Linked DNA regions of Mus musculus: region 2 is linked to region 1. The links are chromatin contacts, called in public Hi-C maps. All regions are on one chromosome and are shown on one strand. The core of a region is the stretch at or near the end of the contact, and the rest is flanking DNA. Distances in the headings are between cores, read along the strand shown.

The links. A called contact is a pair of places that touch in the nucleus more often than the background predicts.
Region 2: a contact with region 1 is called in a Hi-C map of cerebral cortex, with 1.7 times the contacts expected there. The contact joins the enhancer-like site here to the promoter of Pgpep1l in region 1. A contact is called at or near these places in 3 of 39 promoter capture datasets (frontonasal cranial neural crest, pre-B cells and second pharyngeal arch cranial neural crest), 1 of 15 datasets of contacts at CTCF or cohesin (the NIH/3T3 cell line), 8 of 484 Hi-C or Micro-C datasets (the CH12 cell line, DN3 thymocytes, bone marrow-derived DN2 thymocytes and 4 more), 5 of 115 datasets of contacts at active chromatin or transcription factors (the SCID.adh cell line, bone marrow-derived macrophages, embryonic stem cells and 1 more) and 3 of 9 other capture datasets (adipose tissue, liver and pancreatic islet).

What each region holds. Positions count from the first base shown.
Region 1 is chr7:68,262,754-68,265,643 of GRCm38.p6, reverse strand. Pgpep1l (pyroglutamyl-peptidase I-like) reads left to right here and starts at 1,411. Exons shown (of 4, transcript NM_030101.1): 1 at 1,411-1,500.
Region 2 is chr7:68,220,560-68,223,449 of GRCm38.p6, reverse strand. The region is part of intron 20 of Igf1r (insulin-like growth factor I receptor); the gene reads right to left. Among named protein-coding and RNA genes, the nearest start is that of Pgpep1l, 42 kb to the left of the region's middle. Within about 2 kb of position 1,524, at least 33 of the 459 cell types and tissues checked have an H3K27ac peak or open chromatin away from gene starts, as enhancers often do. A contact at or near this core is called in DN3 thymocytes, the SCID.adh cell line and cerebral cortex, where this site is marked.

The DNA.
Region 1 (2,890 bases), core at 162-2,661:
TCTAGTCGGGTCTCAGCCTGGGGGGCGGGGTGGATGCGTGGGTGGCAGGGAGGGATAGAGCTGGCTTTCTCAAAACAAAAGAAGCCAGGACCCCACCTCCAGGGCCAATTAAAGGGAATGTCTCACGCGGCCAATTAAGTAGTTAACAACTACTGGGGCTCATCAGATCACCCGTGGCTGCTTCCCTGCCTCACCCGGATGGGGAGAGAGAAGTATGTTTTATTTCTCTCTCTCTCTCTCTCTCTCTAAAGATTTATTTATTTATTATTACGTATAAGTACACTATAGCTGTCTTCAGACACTCCAGAAGAGGGCTTCAGATCTCATTACAGATGGTTTTGAGCCACCATGTGGTTGCTGGGATTTGAACTCAGGATCTTTGGAAGAGCAGTCAGTGCTCTTAACCGCTGAGCCATCTCTCCAGCCCCGAGTTTTATTTCTCTCTCTCTCTCTCTCTCTCTCTCTCTCTCTCTCTCTCTCTCTCTCTCTCTCTCTCTCTCTCTCTCATAAGAGAGAGAGAGTTGTTGTTGTTTTATATATATATATATATATATATATATATATCAACAACAAACAAAAAAACAAAAACAAAACTTAAGTATTTTTGAAAAGCCAGCAGGCTGCATCAATAGGTGAACTGTCCCAAAAGTAAGGTTTCCCGTCATTGTTTCTCTGACAGATTTTAAGAGCTCAACTAACTCAGAGAAATGCCAAGACCGTGGGTGACATCGGATGGCATTTTTTTGCCAGGGAACGCAGTAGGAAGCACTTCGCAGACAGGATGAGCCAGTCTGAAGCCAGCAGACATCAGCCAGCTGGTGAGACCCTGTCGCTCCAGGCAGATGCAGCTGGGGACATGCGTGGGAGGCAGTATGCTCCGTCTAAGCGGGCGGGGGTGAGCCCCACTCCGCAGAACAAGAAAACAGAAATTTGACGGTGGACCCACTGGGTCTAGGCAGCAGGTGCTTGCAAGCACCGCCTACAGTCAGCTTCCAGTGAGTGTTTGCTGCGAGTTTGGTTGCTTGTTTAAACGCTTTGCAGAATTCAAGAACAATCATAAGCCAAGTCACACTTTCCAAACACAGGGCAATACTCCAGGCAGCAGGGGGTTCTACCGAGAAAAAAAAAAAAAAAGGAAAAAGGAAAAAAAAATCAAGGTAATCAAGAAGATAGGTGCAAAAAACAGAGAGGGTGACCCGCGCGGTCCTAGCTTGAGCGATTTCAGTGGTGGGTCCTAGTAACCCCACAGTCTTGGGACAGTTGGTTGCTATAGGGTCGAGCACCATGATGTCATGTATCCTACGGAACCAACTAAGCTGAGTCCATATTAGTTCTGGCGGCGCTATGACCCTCGAGTGTCCAAAGGCCGCCAGTTCTGCTCCCGAGGGGCGTGGCCTTTCCACACTCCCCACGTGGTCTTTTCCATCCTGGATCTCGGCTGGACCAGCCTAGCGCAGCCGGGTCTCATGGATTCGCAGTCCCGCTGCGTGGTGGTGACCGGTAAGCCCAAGTTTCCCTGCGTTCCGGGTTTTGGTTTTGGCTGCTTTCTGCTGGGGCCTGGAATGCGCACTTGCTCGACTCTGCTTGTAAACAGCTCTCCCAGGGGAACACGGGTGGCAACTGGTGTTGGTAGGAATTCCAGATGGAAGCTGACTTCCTGCTCAGCCCTATTAAAAAAAAACACAGGCTTTCCTGCCTCTGAGCCCCTTCGCCACAAATAACTTGAGTGCCATGCACGGAGGTGCCCACTTGTGGCTTAGGTTCTCTCAGACCTTGTTTGTCCTTCAGCCCCTTGGGGAGGAGCCCAGGCTACCACCTGCTGTCCCTAAGCCTAGGACCCAGTGGAGACCATCGAATTGCAGATTTAGACAGAATTAACCATCACAGGGCCTCATACCATCCTTTTTAAAGGACCAGGCCTTGATGGAGACTGCAGTCGCCAACCCCCATGGTGCTTTTGCTACTATGGAAACACTGAAATAACCAACACACACACTGGTTGTGGATGCCACTGAACACACACACACACACACACACACACACACACACACACTGGTTGATGCCTCTGAACCCCAAAAGGTCAGCCTGGAAGGAATGGTGGCTGCTCTGTCCTCCATCTCAGCCGCACATCTGAAGTCACCCCAGCCACAGGCACCTGTCATTGTCACAGCTGGTCCCTATGGGCTTACTCTTTCCTCACGATGCTCTTATTTTTAGTCAGACACCAAAGCGCTTTATTTATTTTTAGTTAGACACATTTGGCACATTTCAAGTTTTCCAACTTGTATTCGATAAAGGGAAACAAAGGATTCCTGTCACCTGTCCTAATTGAAAGCTTCTTTGATAAATACTTTCGGACAGTGATTCATACTATCAGCCTTCCAAAAGGAGGAAGGAAAAAAAAAAAAAAGAAAAGAAAAGAGCATTCTTTTGAGACACTCTTATTCCCTTGCACTTCTGATTTGTTTTTTTTTTTTTTTTTTTTATTTCGGGTCCAGAGATGGAATGGCTCAAATTACATTTGACGTCCTCAGGAAACCATACTCTTGGTAAAAGCAGTGCCTGTCTCAAATGAAATATGGGCATGGAAATGTGCTGCCCCCTCTTGGACTCACGTCTTTCCCTACATTTCTCTCATCAGCCAGCAGTTGCTGGGAGTCAGGCGCCATTGGGAAATGCCCACTGGATCCCAGAGTGTGGCCTGCCTTTATTAGTAATGTTTTGAGTTTGCCGGAGGACAGACTCTTCATTTTATTGGAGCCCCTAGTTGTGTAAATCTTGTCTTGACAACTGGTATGTAGACAGATGGTGAAATGCAAGGATTCTAACAAACAGCCTTTAGATTAAGGTGTTGGCTGGGACCAACAGTAAAATGAGAGACCAGGCGAAC
Region 2 (2,890 bases), core at 275-2,774, 42 kb after region 1:
GGTGGGGCTGAGGAGGTGCCACGGGCAGGGTAGGGATGAGGTGACATCAGTAAAAACAAGCCATGTGATGCCTCTTTTAAATCATCCCAGAGTCAGCCCTTCCAGGGCTGCCCATAAAAGGAAGTCTTTTTTGCTCTGTGCGATTTAAGACCTTGTTTTTTTTTTGTTTTGTTTTTTTTAAATACTCTTTCCACAAGAAAACTCTCCAGTAGACTCTGGGATTAATAAGCTGATAAAATGCTCCCTCTAAAAAGCACACTTTAAAACCACTGGACAGCTCTGATGAGCTGGAGCCGCGATTTACAGAATATGTCCCTCTGTGAAGGTGCACACCTATCCCTCTAGAAGTGAGTGCTATCCTGGGGTGTACGCCCACCGCTATGCCCATTCCTCACTTGGCTTCTGAGCCCCCAAGCACACCCCGTGTCTTCAGCTGGACAGGCTGCCATCTATGTGAGGCACTGGCAAACTGAAATATGCCCAGGACCTCATGTATACAGTACCCCTGCTGCCGCCTGTTAGTACTGTACCAGGTAGTAGTGACTCTTAGCAGGGATCAGACTTTCAGAAGGGCCTACGGGACTGAGTGGGTCCTCCTCTAGCATCTCAAGCAACTAAGGTTGTTTTAGGGCCAGGACCTAGACGGGGATGCTATATAGCCCAGTTGCTGGCACACAGTCGATGCCAGGGACCGTCCAGCAGACACTGTCACCTGCCTGTGATGACTCTATTCAATTTATCTCGACAAAACCAGACTGGGATTCCCAGCCTCCTGGGGGTGGAGAGGAAAAGTACAGAAGTAGTCAGATTGGACTGAGTATGTCTCAGCTGCATCTGAGCTGGTGACGCTCGGCTAGTAAAACGTTCAAGTTCCTTCCTGAATCCCGCATCCCGAAGACTTGGCATGTGAGCTCTGGAGATGTTAATGGATCAAATGGATCAATTCTGTGGCTGAGCTTACATCGTCGTCCCATTCTGCAGCACGAGGGCTGGAACCTGTTTCAGGATCTCCAGGTTCCGTGAACTCTGGGACTGGCCCCTGACCTCAGCAGGGTTCACTGACAAATCTGTGTCCAAAGCCCTGAAACCCAGGGGTAAAGATGGGAATGATAGGCTCCCCTGACCCAGCCTCACAGAATTTGCTAGATCAATTCAAACTGAGCTATTGCACTGACAGTCAGACCTGGATACCCTGGTGTTTGGTGGCAGCCTTTCCTCTAAAGCTAGAACACTTTGTAATACACAAGGCTGGATACTTAGCTACTCCTGAAGCAGACTGGTTCATGTGTAGGGACGACGAGACCAAAGCATGGCCAGAGAAAGGGCTGTTCCTGCCTCAGAACCACACCATGGAAGTCCTTCCTCTACGTGTGAGACCCAACAGGCTTCAGACTACTCCCAAGAGTGTTTGCTTACTGTGCCAAAAAAAAAAAAAAAAAATCCTTTCACAGAACACATCTTCCTCTCATCAGCGTCTCAGCCAAATCAGGGCACCACACTCCCTACTGGAGCAGCCCGGCTCCCTTCCCTTCACTCTGTTCTTTTCTTAGAAAGGAGACCGATCTGCCAAGGGGGTTCTGAATGGCAAAGCAAAAAGGCCTCCTGAATCAATCATTTCGCATCCAAGAGCGGCCTCCGTGTGTAAGCTTCCTCCTCTCTATGCTGGGAACAGGAAGTCCACTGCCTTTCCCATAGCAGGTGGCTCCTTCCCAAGCATATTAAATTCATACCAAAAAAAAAAAAAAAAATCCAGGCAGCTGGGGATGGATCAACTTCAGGAGTTCCATGAGTTTCTCAGACAAATGTTTGCTCCAGCATAAAAGAAAAGAAAAAAACCAACAATACCTCTCCTGTGACCAGGCCCAAACCACAGGAACAAAACTCACACCTGCTCTTTTGAACGGTTTCTCAGCTCGTGAGACAGTGCTGATCCTGGTATCCTAACCAAGGCTGGTGGGGCACACCCTTACACAGACTCAGAGGCAGCCATGCTCCTACTCCATCCTTTCACCTTTGCCCACATACTGACTATTCTCGCAATGGACGAGTAGGACTGCCCTGCACCACTGAGGTCAAAGTAAAGCTATAACAGCACTCAGAACCCAGAGCTTCTCTAGGCAGGCCCCCTGCATCCTGTACGCCTTCGGAGGTCAGTTTAGAAAGGCCACAGTGGCAGTGTTCTCCGTGAAGATGCTGCAGGGCACAGCAGGCCACGGACCAGTCAGTGGCTCAATATGGCCTGCTGTCTATTCAGTTTTGTAAGGCCCTCCCAAGCAAGAGGGTTTTTTTTTTTTACACTTGCCAACAGCTGGGGCAAAAACAAACAAATTAACAAGTCCCCCACGCCCCACCCCCAAATAGGAGTATTTTATAAGAAGAAAACGAGAGGAATTCAAATTCCAATATAAAGTTTTAGTTGGGCACCAGCAGTAACACTGGCTGCAATCCAAGCACTAGGGGAGTTTGAGGCAGGAAGATTATCCTAAATACCTGGGCTACACTGACTCCATCCTTGTTGATTCCTGAATCATAGTGGCAGAGCAGAGGGGCTGGAAGGAAGAGTGAGCGTGCGGTCCCCAGCACCACCAATCCTCTCCAGTGTATTAGAGAAATCCTCTCAGTCTATGGAGTGGTCCACAGAGAAGCCACGGCCTCTCCCACTACACAGAACCATCACTGTTCCTACCGCCCTGTAGTAAATCCGATCTCCTTACAATCACCCCACGTACCGGAGTATCTTCATCTGCGGGAAGCCCTGCCTCTGACCAGCAGCTATCTTCTGGAGACCCTGAGCTAGCTAGTGTCACCTCATCGAGCTCCTCCTAGGTTTCATTAGAAAGCCTGTGAGATGACATTTTCAACTGTTGGAGCCTCACGGGGGACGATGCTA